3 separate regions of the Mus musculus genome follow, and all the other regions are linked to region 3. Evidence: chromatin contacts called from public Hi-C and Micro-C data. All regions are on one chromosome and are shown on one strand. The core of a region is the stretch at or near the end of the contact, and the rest is flanking DNA. Distances in the headings are between cores, read along the strand shown. Region 1 overlaps Camk1d (calcium/calmodulin-dependent protein kinase ID). Region 2 overlaps Camk1d (calcium/calmodulin-dependent protein kinase ID). Region 3 overlaps Cdc123 (cell division cycle 123).

What was found. A called contact is a pair of places that touch in the nucleus more often than the background predicts.
Region 1: a contact with region 3 is called in a Hi-C map of bone marrow-derived macrophages, with 2.2 times the contacts expected there. The contact joins two enhancer-like sites. A contact is called at or near these places in 7 of 484 Hi-C or Micro-C datasets (the BV-2 cell line, bone marrow-derived macrophages, conventional dendritic cells and 3 more), 3 of 115 datasets of contacts at active chromatin or transcription factors (bone marrow-derived macrophages and embryonic stem cells) and 3 of 9 other capture datasets (adipose tissue, liver and pancreatic islet).
Region 2: a Micro-C map of the G1E-ER4 cell line shows a contact between it and region 3, with 2.6 times the contacts expected there. The contact joins two enhancer-like sites. A contact is called at or near these places in 7 of 484 Hi-C or Micro-C datasets (the BV-2 cell line, the G1E-ER4 cell line, bone marrow-derived macrophages and 2 more), 5 of 115 datasets of contacts at active chromatin or transcription factors (bone marrow-derived dendritic cells, bone marrow-derived macrophages, embryonic stem cells and 1 more) and 3 of 9 other capture datasets (adipose tissue, embryonic stem cells and liver).

The regions. Positions count from the first base shown.
Region 1 is chr2:5,595,239-5,598,659 of GRCm38.p6, reverse strand. The region is part of intron 1 of Camk1d (calcium/calmodulin-dependent protein kinase ID); the gene reads left to right. Among named protein-coding and RNA genes, the nearest start is that of Gm36853, 110 kb to the right of the region's middle. Within about 2 kb of position 1,374, at least 34 of the 459 cell types and tissues checked have an H3K27ac peak or open chromatin away from gene starts, as enhancers often do. A contact at or near this core is called in bone marrow-derived macrophages, where this site is marked.
Region 2 is chr2:5,617,064-5,620,181 of GRCm38.p6, reverse strand. The region is part of intron 1 of Camk1d (calcium/calmodulin-dependent protein kinase ID); the gene reads left to right. Among named protein-coding and RNA genes, the nearest start is that of Camk1d, 96 kb to the left of the region's middle. Within about 2 kb of position 1,466, at least 34 of the 459 cell types and tissues checked have an H3K27ac peak or open chromatin away from gene starts, as enhancers often do. A contact at or near this core is called in the G1E-ER4 cell line and embryonic stem cells, where this site is marked.
Region 3 is chr2:5,799,918-5,803,036 of GRCm38.p6, reverse strand. The region is part of intron 10 of Cdc123 (cell division cycle 123); the gene reads left to right. Among named protein-coding and RNA genes, the nearest start is that of Gm29984, 24 kb to the left of the region's middle. Within about 2 kb of position 1,561, at least 104 of the 459 cell types and tissues checked have an H3K27ac peak or open chromatin away from gene starts, as enhancers often do. A contact at or near this core is called in the G1E-ER4 cell line, bone marrow-derived macrophages and embryonic stem cells, where this site is marked.

The sequences.
Region 1 (3,421 bases), core at 125-2,624, 200 kb after region 3:
TGCTGGAGCAACCACGAGGCACCGCGTGACCAGCATGAGGCTGGGAGTTGGGAGCCAGTATAGAGGAACAGAATGGTGAGTGTGCCCTGCAGTGGAGCCGAAGGCTGTGCTTGGAAAAGTGGAGATGCTGAACTGTAAATAAAGAGGGTGCATGGTTGACTCTGGGGCAGAGGAAGGCCAGGGTGGGCAGTGTTTTAGGAAGAGTTGCCCTTGGTGGTAGCAGGATTGGTTGGAGAAAGGCTAGTCTGTAATACTGAGACTCCAGGCAGGTGAAAGGAACTTGTCATGGTGTCAACTTATGCCTGAAGGACAGAGACACTGCCAGTTACTAGCCTGTTCCTCAGTTTACCTGTATGTAGATTGGGGGCCAAGAGATGAAATGTTTGGCTTTTAAACCTAGCTGAAGTGATGACAAGGCCCAGGGAACAGAAGGTGACCTTTATGTAGTAGTATTGAGAGTGTACCATGTCCTCCCATGTCCCACAGGCAAGAGCTGTCCTCAATCTCTGAGTTACAAAGGAGGAATGGAAGCCTAAGGTCCCCTGAAGCAGCAGAGGCAGGCCTCACTCTGGGGACTTTGTCACCAGAGTACAAACTCCTAAGCTCAAAGCTCATGTGATAAATGTGAGGCCTTGTAGCCTGCCCAGGTGCTGACCTGGGGTGTGGCCAGAAAGAGTGACTCCAGCAGCATCCGAAAAAAGGCAGGCTTAGGATGTGGCTCCATGACTCCGTGGCTTCGTGGCTCTGGGCCCAGACTTAGAGTTTTGTGGCATCAGAGATCCTGTTCATTTCTGTGGCAACATTTTCAGTCTTTCCCCTTTGGAGTCCATCTTCCCTTCAGAGAGGAACTGGGTGCCAGCTCAGGGTTCCTTAAGACCAGCATTGATGCATTTCCCCCCTTAGTACATGTTTAATCATATTGCACTGTTGTCCACCCAGTGAATTGTGTGTGTACGTGTGCTCACACATGCATGTGTATATACATGTGAATGTATACATGTATGTGTATATGTATTATGTGCTCATACGTACACCTACATGAATACATACATGTAAGTACATATGTATATATGAATATATGTACATAAGGGTGTATATATCTTTATATGTACATATGTGGTTTTGTGTGCGTAGACACACATAGACACACACAGACACACACATGTATACACACACACACACACACACACACACACACACACACACACACCCGTGCCTTCTCTATTTACTGCTGGGAGTTCAGAAAGAGCACTTGCTTTTCTTTCTGCCTCCTGCAGCCAGGGGCTGTATATAATGTATTTAAATATATTCAATGAGATGCATGAAACAAACAAAAAAAAGCCCCTCCTGGAAGCTGGATTTACACCTGAGTACAGGTTCCCTGTTGGCATGTGTCACAGCTGTCTGGCAGCCTGGCTACTTTTATCAAGGGAGGAGAAAGCAGGTAAGGAGAGGAGGGAAGGGGGCACACAAGTGAGCAAGGATGTGGAAGCAGAGTGGGCTGGTGGGAGAATGGGTGGGAACATCAGCAAGCAGAGATCCGAGCCCTTCGCTCGCAGGCTCCACCGTGTGAATAAATACATGTCATGCAGAGCTAACCGAGTGTGCTGCTTCCTCAGCCGCCTCTGCTTCCCTTCTTCCTGTTACTGCCGGGCCGGCCATGCAGAATTAGGATGTGGGCTTCAGTAGTACAGAGCAGAAGGTGGACGATCACGTTTGAATATTGCTTTGACTCCGCAGGCAGAGTGCTTGCTAGAAAGCGTGAGGACCTGACTTTGGATCCCCAGCACCCAGCTAAACCACTGAATGTGACAGTCTATGTCTTTACCTCGGGCAGTGAGAGCCAGGGACAGTTGGATCCCAGGGCCTGCTAGCCAGCAGGTCTAGCGGAATTCTGGGGCTTCAGGTTCAGTGAGAAATACTCCTTAAAAAAATAATGTGAAGAGTGATTGAAGGAGACTCCTAACACACACACACACACACACACACACACACACACACACACACACAGAGGTTGGGGGAGGGGTTAAAGAACATTTTTTTCTTGCTCTCCTGCTGTATGGCAATGTTACAGTGATAATCTGAATTCTTAGGGCAGAGACTATAGTATAATGGGCTCTAGGATCATGGGCTTTATTCAAGGAGAGTTAACATTGCTTCTGAGGACATTCGGCTGGTAGGACATGGATGTATGTTAGAGATCTTACAGCTTCAATAGCCCCACAAGGCTTGTGCTTTCCTGTACTTGCTGAGGCATGTGTGTGTGTGTGTGTGTGTGTGTGTGTGTGTGTGTATGTGTCTAACAGTAACAGATGTGCTAGTTGCTTGTAGTGAGTGGCCTGCTCTAGGGGTGTGTGCACATACAAAGCTTCAAAATATCTGTCTGTCTGTCAGCATTAATCCTGCTTTGCAATTTTTAAGATCATGAATCTATAGTGTATAACACTAAGGCTTAGCAACTTCTCAGTGTTACCTGTACCATCATCCCTGTTACTTCTGTCTCTGACACTTCACTTCTTAGAGGAGACTTTTCCTACAGTCTATAGAGCAAGATCTCTATGTTCATTGCAAGCAATGCCCATCCCTTCCTGCTTGCTCAGCAGGGTTGTACAGCAGAGAATGACTAAGAGGAGAAGCAGATGGGCCAGTTGTAGTGTCTGGTTTATGAGAATTTAATTATGCCTCTCATGACAAAGCTAGATCTTGGCTGTGTGGCGTTATCGCCGCTTGCTCTTTATCAAGGCCAAGATGACATCTTCTATTATGCACAGAAGCAAAGAAACACAATGCAGGGCAAAGCAGGGCCAAGCAGGGCCAATCCCAAACAGAAAGTGACCTCAATCCTCCCCGCCCAGCTCTCTGTGTATGGCGTGTATTTGGAAACTTACTGTTCCCTCCCATAGGAAGGGCACTTCTGAACATATTATTTTGGCTAAGAGTCATAGATAAGAAGATATTAGAGTCAGTGAGTATTACCAGCTTTGCTGTATGCTGGGTGAGTAGAGATGGCAGCCACCTTAAGTTCCCAAGTCTTTGTTCATGTTTTACTTGTATGTCAGATGGATTATGACCATGCTGGTTGCTTCTGAGAGTGCCGTGGGTGGTGAGAAGGGATAATATAGGACTCAGATTCTCTGCAGACTTCACTCTGGAGGTGGAAGGAGCCAGGCCCTTTCTTGTATTCCTATCCAAAACTCAGAGAGGAGCTGGGATGGGGGAATCCACTCGACGTTGGGTTTCCTCTGTATTTGTAGCTCTTAGTACAGTACTCATTGGTCTCTAAATATCTATGAAACTGGAACATTTTCAAGTTACCTGAGCCAATCTGTACAGGAAATGATTTATTGGTCTGATTGTTGGAATACTGGGTACCCAGTTATAGACTGCAAGGGTAGGCCAGGGTGGATTTCTAATGGTTGTG
Region 2 (3,118 bases), core at 217-2,716, 180 kb after region 3:
GCTTAGATCTCATGACCCTTTGGCCTCCACCTCTGGAGTGCTAGCATTGCAGCCATGGGTTACCATGTTCCACTTTTATGGGCAGTTTTTATTGAGCTGGCTATAGAGTCACCTGACATCTGTGTAAGGGATGATGGAGAGAGAGTGTGTGTCATTTCTGCCCTGTCAATACTACAACCAAGATACTGATGTCAGCAGTCTACTTGCATTCGGCGATACATGGCTTTTATTCGGATACAGTTATAAGTTTGGATACAGTTTGTAGAATGATGGCGTCTGGTTAGCTAAGATGCAGGGAAGGATATGGGTGTCTGAGGCAGAGGGTCTCTGTTGGGATGAGGCTAGGCCCCAGCTGCAGAATAAGGGGTCAGTTTGGAAGACTGAGGGAGTCCCTCGTAGGAAGAAAAGGTTTTCCCAAGAACCTTGGAGTGAAGGACAGCCCTGTCTACGTGTCTTTCTTGCCTGTGCCCTTCTACAAATATCATACCATGCCAGCTCCATGTAGCCCAGATGGTGGGGGGTATGTGAAGTAGTTTGGATTTCCAGGGACTTGGGGTCTGCATCCAAATCCCATGTGCCCCTCTTTCTAACCTATACCCTCCAGAATATTTTAGAAGAATTCATGTCTGTTTTTGTCCTCTCTGACTTCCCCTTTATGTGGTTGCTTTTCTTATTGGATGCAGATGGGCAGGCATGGAGGTCTGATGGTTCATCTTAATCATTATTTAGCAGCCTCTTTCTAGTTCCAAGTCTCATCTCACCGCGGCCCACCATAGCCTCTTGCCTAGGAAAGGTGGGTCACCGAGAGTAATAGAGTTGACGGGAGTTTCCCTTTGGGAGAAGTTGTGAAGAAAACAAAGCCCATAGTTCTTCCTAGAAAGAGGATCTGGGCTCAGCTGGTAATACCTTGAAGCACAGGATCTGTGTTCTTTCCTTGGTGGGTGGTGGACATGGGGGTCAGGTATGGTGGTGCAATCCAACTCTCCTGGAGATGGACAGATAGAGTCAGGTGCATGCGGAGTGCTCACTGGCCAGCCAGCCTCATCTACTTGGTGAGTTCTAGGTTAATGAAGGACCTTGTTTCCAAAAATAAGGTAGACAGTACCCAAGAAATGGCAGTCAAAGTTGTCCTCTTGGCTCCACACACGTGCATGCACACCTGCACACAGATATATCCACACACCCCAAAAAGAGGAAAGAGAAGGTGACGGGTTACTGTCTAGGACAAGGTGTTTTCCAAGCTGGGGCTCTTGAAGTTCACTGCCTGCTGAGCCTAAAGGGGCTCTTCTGAATGGGGACACGGCCTTGTTTCTATTTAGAGAGAGAAAGGCCACCCAGTATTCTTATACTCCTGAGTTAATTCCAGCATTCTGGGTTAGAAGGTAGCAGCAGCTTCACCATGCTCTCATTTCCATGGAGGTTTAAGAAAGAGCTGGATTTCAGCCTACAGGAGTGACTCATAGAGTTAACTGTTTCCTAGGAGTCAGGTCCACTCATTGGTGAGTGGGCGGCCTGTTAACTGCAATCATGTGGGCACAACCAAGAAAGGCAACATTTGCATCCTGTCCCATACCTGGGTCATTACCTTCTGCCACAAGACTTGTAAAACAAGACACACCTTTCCCAGGAATTACCCGTCCGCAAACATGTGACTGCACAGCAGGTGATTCTGCTGCGGGAGCCCTGAGAGCGTCTTTCCAGGGAAGGCTAACTCATAAGGCTTGAAACCCAGTTTGAAAATATACACCTTTTGGAGAAAGTCCTATATTGAAGAAAAAAATTGAGTTGAAAGGACCCGTCTAAGAGATTTGGAAAACGTATGCATTAAATAATTCTTTGAAGACATCGTATATGAGGTTATTTTTTTTCCCAGAATCTTACTGTTTCTGGAAGATTTTTTCTCTTTTTCTCTGTTACTTTTTCAGTTTACTAGGGCCACTTTGTAAATGTGAAAAAATTTCTCATATTCTTCTGATATTTTTTTTTGTTCCTTGAGACAGGGTTTCTCTGTGTAGACCTGGCTATCCTGGAACTCACTCTGAAAATCAGGCTGGTCTTGAACTCAGAGATCTGCCTGCCTCTGCCTCCGGAATGCTGGGATTAAAGACTTGTACCAAGACAGCCCAGCCTGATAAGTGGATGAGAACCAAGGAGAGAAAAATGAGTTTTGCCTGATGGCTTTGCAGGTTCCCTTGGATCTGAAGGTGACTTCTAAGGGACTCCACGCGATGCTTTACCAGCACATGACCAGGTGGCTGCCCTTGCCAGCTTATCCCACAATGACCAGCATTATATAGAACAGTGCTGGCCTCACTGTTTCTTGGATTCAGTATGAGTTTCTGCTATGCTTGTAAGAACTGCGACTGCCTGTGTGATAGTCAGCAGCTCCCTGCTTTGAATGAAGGCAAATGCTCACATTTTTCCTCCTCTATTATAAGGACTTAGAGAAGGGTCTTTCATCCGACCGCCCAGACAGCTTCCTTTGCCTGCACATAGTTAGTGTAATGTCTTTCATATTGCATATGATTTCTTCTATCAGCTGCACAATGGCCTATCTTGAATATTTCTTTATACTGTAAATCTTTCTAGAAAATGACATCTATGCCTTTTGGCTCTCAAGAAGCTGGAGTGGGAGGTAGCATTCAGGGCCTGGAACATTGCATACCTGTGCTCTCTCCAGGGTGTCTTGGTTGGCTTGTTTATTTTACTTTTACCTTTTGTTTCTAGGCAGCACTTTTCTCTGTAGATTCTGCAATGGTCTTCAACTCTGGATCTTCTGCTTCTCTCTGTCTCTCTCTCAGGTGTGGAAATTAGAGGCATGCACTGCCAGGCCTGGTGCCTAAGCTCCTTCTCCTTCCTGTCATGTCTTTCCTCCCTCCTTTTCTCCTTCTGTATACTTGTCTCAGTAACACACGCACATGCACACGCACACGCACACACTGATGGGTTAGGCATATGGCTATGAGACTCTGAGGGTCCTAGTCCAGCAGCATATCCTTGCCTGTTCCTTCCCATGCGCCTCTGATGCTTTCCTTCCAGTGAGTGGGATCCTCTTTCCCCCATCTTCCACTCAGACTCATCCTTCTTCCATAGAGAGGCTTCATGGAACTTTTCTCAG
Region 3 (3,119 bases), core at 312-2,811:
CAGTGGGCCTCAGGGGTCATCCTGACTCCACCTCCCAGTGCCGGGGTACAAATGTGTAACAAGCATACCTTACATTTTTTCTGTGGTTTCTGGGGATCAAACTTGGGTCCCCAGGAAGATGAGGTAAGCACTTTACAGTTGAGTTAGCTCCCTAGCCCCAGATTAACACTTTTAACTTAAATTTATTTTTTATCTAATATATAAAAACATAAATTGGATATGAATTTAATGTTTGAGTGCATGTCTGCATCATGTCCTGTTTAGTTCTGGATTCCTTACATAAGTGAACTAATCCAGGCAAAGGGCAAGTACTACATGATTTCATTCATATGGGAAACCAAAGGAGTTCCTACTCAAATGTTTGTCATCCCTTTATGGTAAGAACATTCAAAATTCTCCCGTTTCTGGCCTGAGTTTACTGAACTGACAGCACATCCTCATTGTCTGGCAGGCACCCCAGCCTCCAGGATAGGTATAAGTGTCACTAGAGACGTTGGAGGTGACAGTATCCTATCCCAGTAGTTAAATGTTGGAGGCCCCAATGGTCTCCCCTCTGTGCAGTAGCATACAGAACTTCTTATTCTTCTTTATTAACTATTGATCATCTTCTGCCACGTCGCTCCCCACACCAGCCTCTGGTAGCCGTCTTTCTACCCTTGACCCGTGGAAGATCCCTGGTTGAGTTCACATATGAATGAGATCCTGTGGTATTTGCCCTTTTTCCTGGATTAGTTCACTTACATTACGCCTCCCAGTTCATCCGCATTGCCCCAGAGTACTAGGCAGCTATGTTTCTTATTGCTCAACAGTTCTGTTGTGTGTTTGGACCACATTTTCTTTATCTATTTGTCTGCACTTCCAGGTTGTTGTGGGTAGTGTGGAAATTGAGATTGGGGGACAACTGTTCTTTCAGGTATTCACGTCTTTGGATGTATGCCCAAGAACTGGGATGCTGGGTCATATGGTGTGTCTGTTTTTAATCTCTTTATTTATTTACATTGATCGTGTGAGAACATGGACTTGAGTGTGCTTCTGTCTTTCCACCATGTGGGTTCCTGGGATCAAGCCCAGGACCTCAGGTTTGTCAGCAAGTGCCTTCAAAGGCCGAGCCTCCCTAGGAGCCTCTTTAACTTTGTAGGGCACTTGCATGCTCTTCCTCAGCTAGACTAGCTTACCTTCCTCCCCACAGTCCGTGAGGACTCCTGGTCCCCAGATCCTTGCCAGTGCTTGTCGCCTTGGTACTTCTGGCTGGTGAGAGGCAGGTTCTCTGAAGACACATGTGAACACAGCACACATGCACACAATCACAAACACATCTGAAAGGACAGGGGAGCAGAGGTCGAGACAAGGAAGGATGCTTGGGAAAGTTCCAGCTGGACGGAAAGAAACCTCCGAGGCCTGGGAAGCAGGGTGAGTTCATAGACAGACATCTGATCCCGCAGGCAGGAGTCGCTTCTCTGCTTCCTGGTAAAGACGTTGGCAGCCTGCTGTGTGTGTCTGTGCTGTGCTAGCTGCTGTACTGCCCACAGGAAGCATCAAACAAGATAGCCTTGAACGTTGGAGGAAGTTATCTTGATGTGGAAGTGGCAGACTTGTGTTCGCGAGGTGTGGCCTGTGGCAGGCAGCATCTAGGCAGTTAGAACAGGGTAAAACCAGCCTTTTGTCTAGAACACGCTCCCTTCCCGGAAGGCTTTTATTATCATTTAGTTCTGTATCTCAGTCTGTATATGCTGTGGGGTAAGTGTTATCTGCCTGCAGTGTATAGATACTAAACTAGTTATTTCATATCGGCAGTTGAAAATGTTGGAACCTGCCAAGCTGCCTCCTGTCCCTGGCAAATGTCCTGATCACTAACTCAGTGGGGCTGACAGGTAGACGCAGCTGTTTAGCCTGTAAAAGAGTTGAGGAATTAAAGTGAAGTTGGACGAGTATATAAGTAATGGTAGCTGAGATCCTGCAGATCTGAAAAAGAGTTCATTTTTAAAAGCGAGAAGCATGCCAGTCTAAACATCCTGACAGTTTCCGTTCCGAGATTTAGACCATATTGTAAAACCCATTTGCATTTACTCAATGGTACGTGTATCAGAGTTTGTTAGACACTTTCTTGAATATATTATTTTGTGGCTATTCTTGTAGAAAGCTCACTCGTGTCTGTAAGTAGTTTGGCTCGTGACATATAACTGAAGTGTTTGTACCTAGTGACACTTTGGCGTGTCTATGTTTATTGTTGTTGGGCAACTTGATTCAGGGCTGTAGAGTCTTAACTGTTCTATGCACATCAGGTCAGTAGCCCACCCATTCTGTGAGTCTAGGATGGACACTGGGTAAGGTTTCAGAAGCCCCCTCAGGGATGATGATGTACGGCTAGAATTTAAAATCCTTATTTACATTGTGTGTGTGTATATAAGAGAGAGACACACAGAGGCAGAAGGTGGGGGGGTTTCACTGCATAGCTCTAGCTAGCTCAGAACTCACTATGTAGAGCAAGTTGGCCTGGAACTCACAAAGATCCATCTGCCTCTTATTTTAGAGTCTTAGAAAATCAATGTTGTTCCTTTCTAGTCTTTTCCCTGTGACTTGTGTTGCTGATAACTTGTTTTATTGCTTTCTGGACAGAATGTTGTTTAATTTTGAGTCTTGCTATTGTAAGTTTGGCTTTGTAACTTGATCATGCCAAACAAAGGAAGTCCAGCGTGTGCTGTGTTCTGCAGACTCATGGATCTAGACCAGGCTTGTTGCTGAAATATGTAGCTTTGGAAGCAAACGCGCATCCTTTTCAGATCAAACACATTTTCGGGGAAGGGATAGAATTACAGATGAGCAATACTGGCAGGGGTTCTTTGTGCTATTTCTTTATTTTTTATATGGAGACTTTATCACATGGGGAAAAAATCTTTCCCAATTTTTTTTCCTTTGGCCACTTGATTTTTTAGTTATTGAGCAACCGTGCATGTTAAAATCTTTTGGTTTCTAATTGTGTTGGTTTTTTAGTAATATATTTTGAAGTTGTGTTTTTAGATAACACTAATTCTATTTTGATGAAACATGATATAAATAAAAGGAGGAAATTTGGGTTTTGGCTCACTGTTTCAGAGGTTTCTGGCGGTGGCCACTAGGCC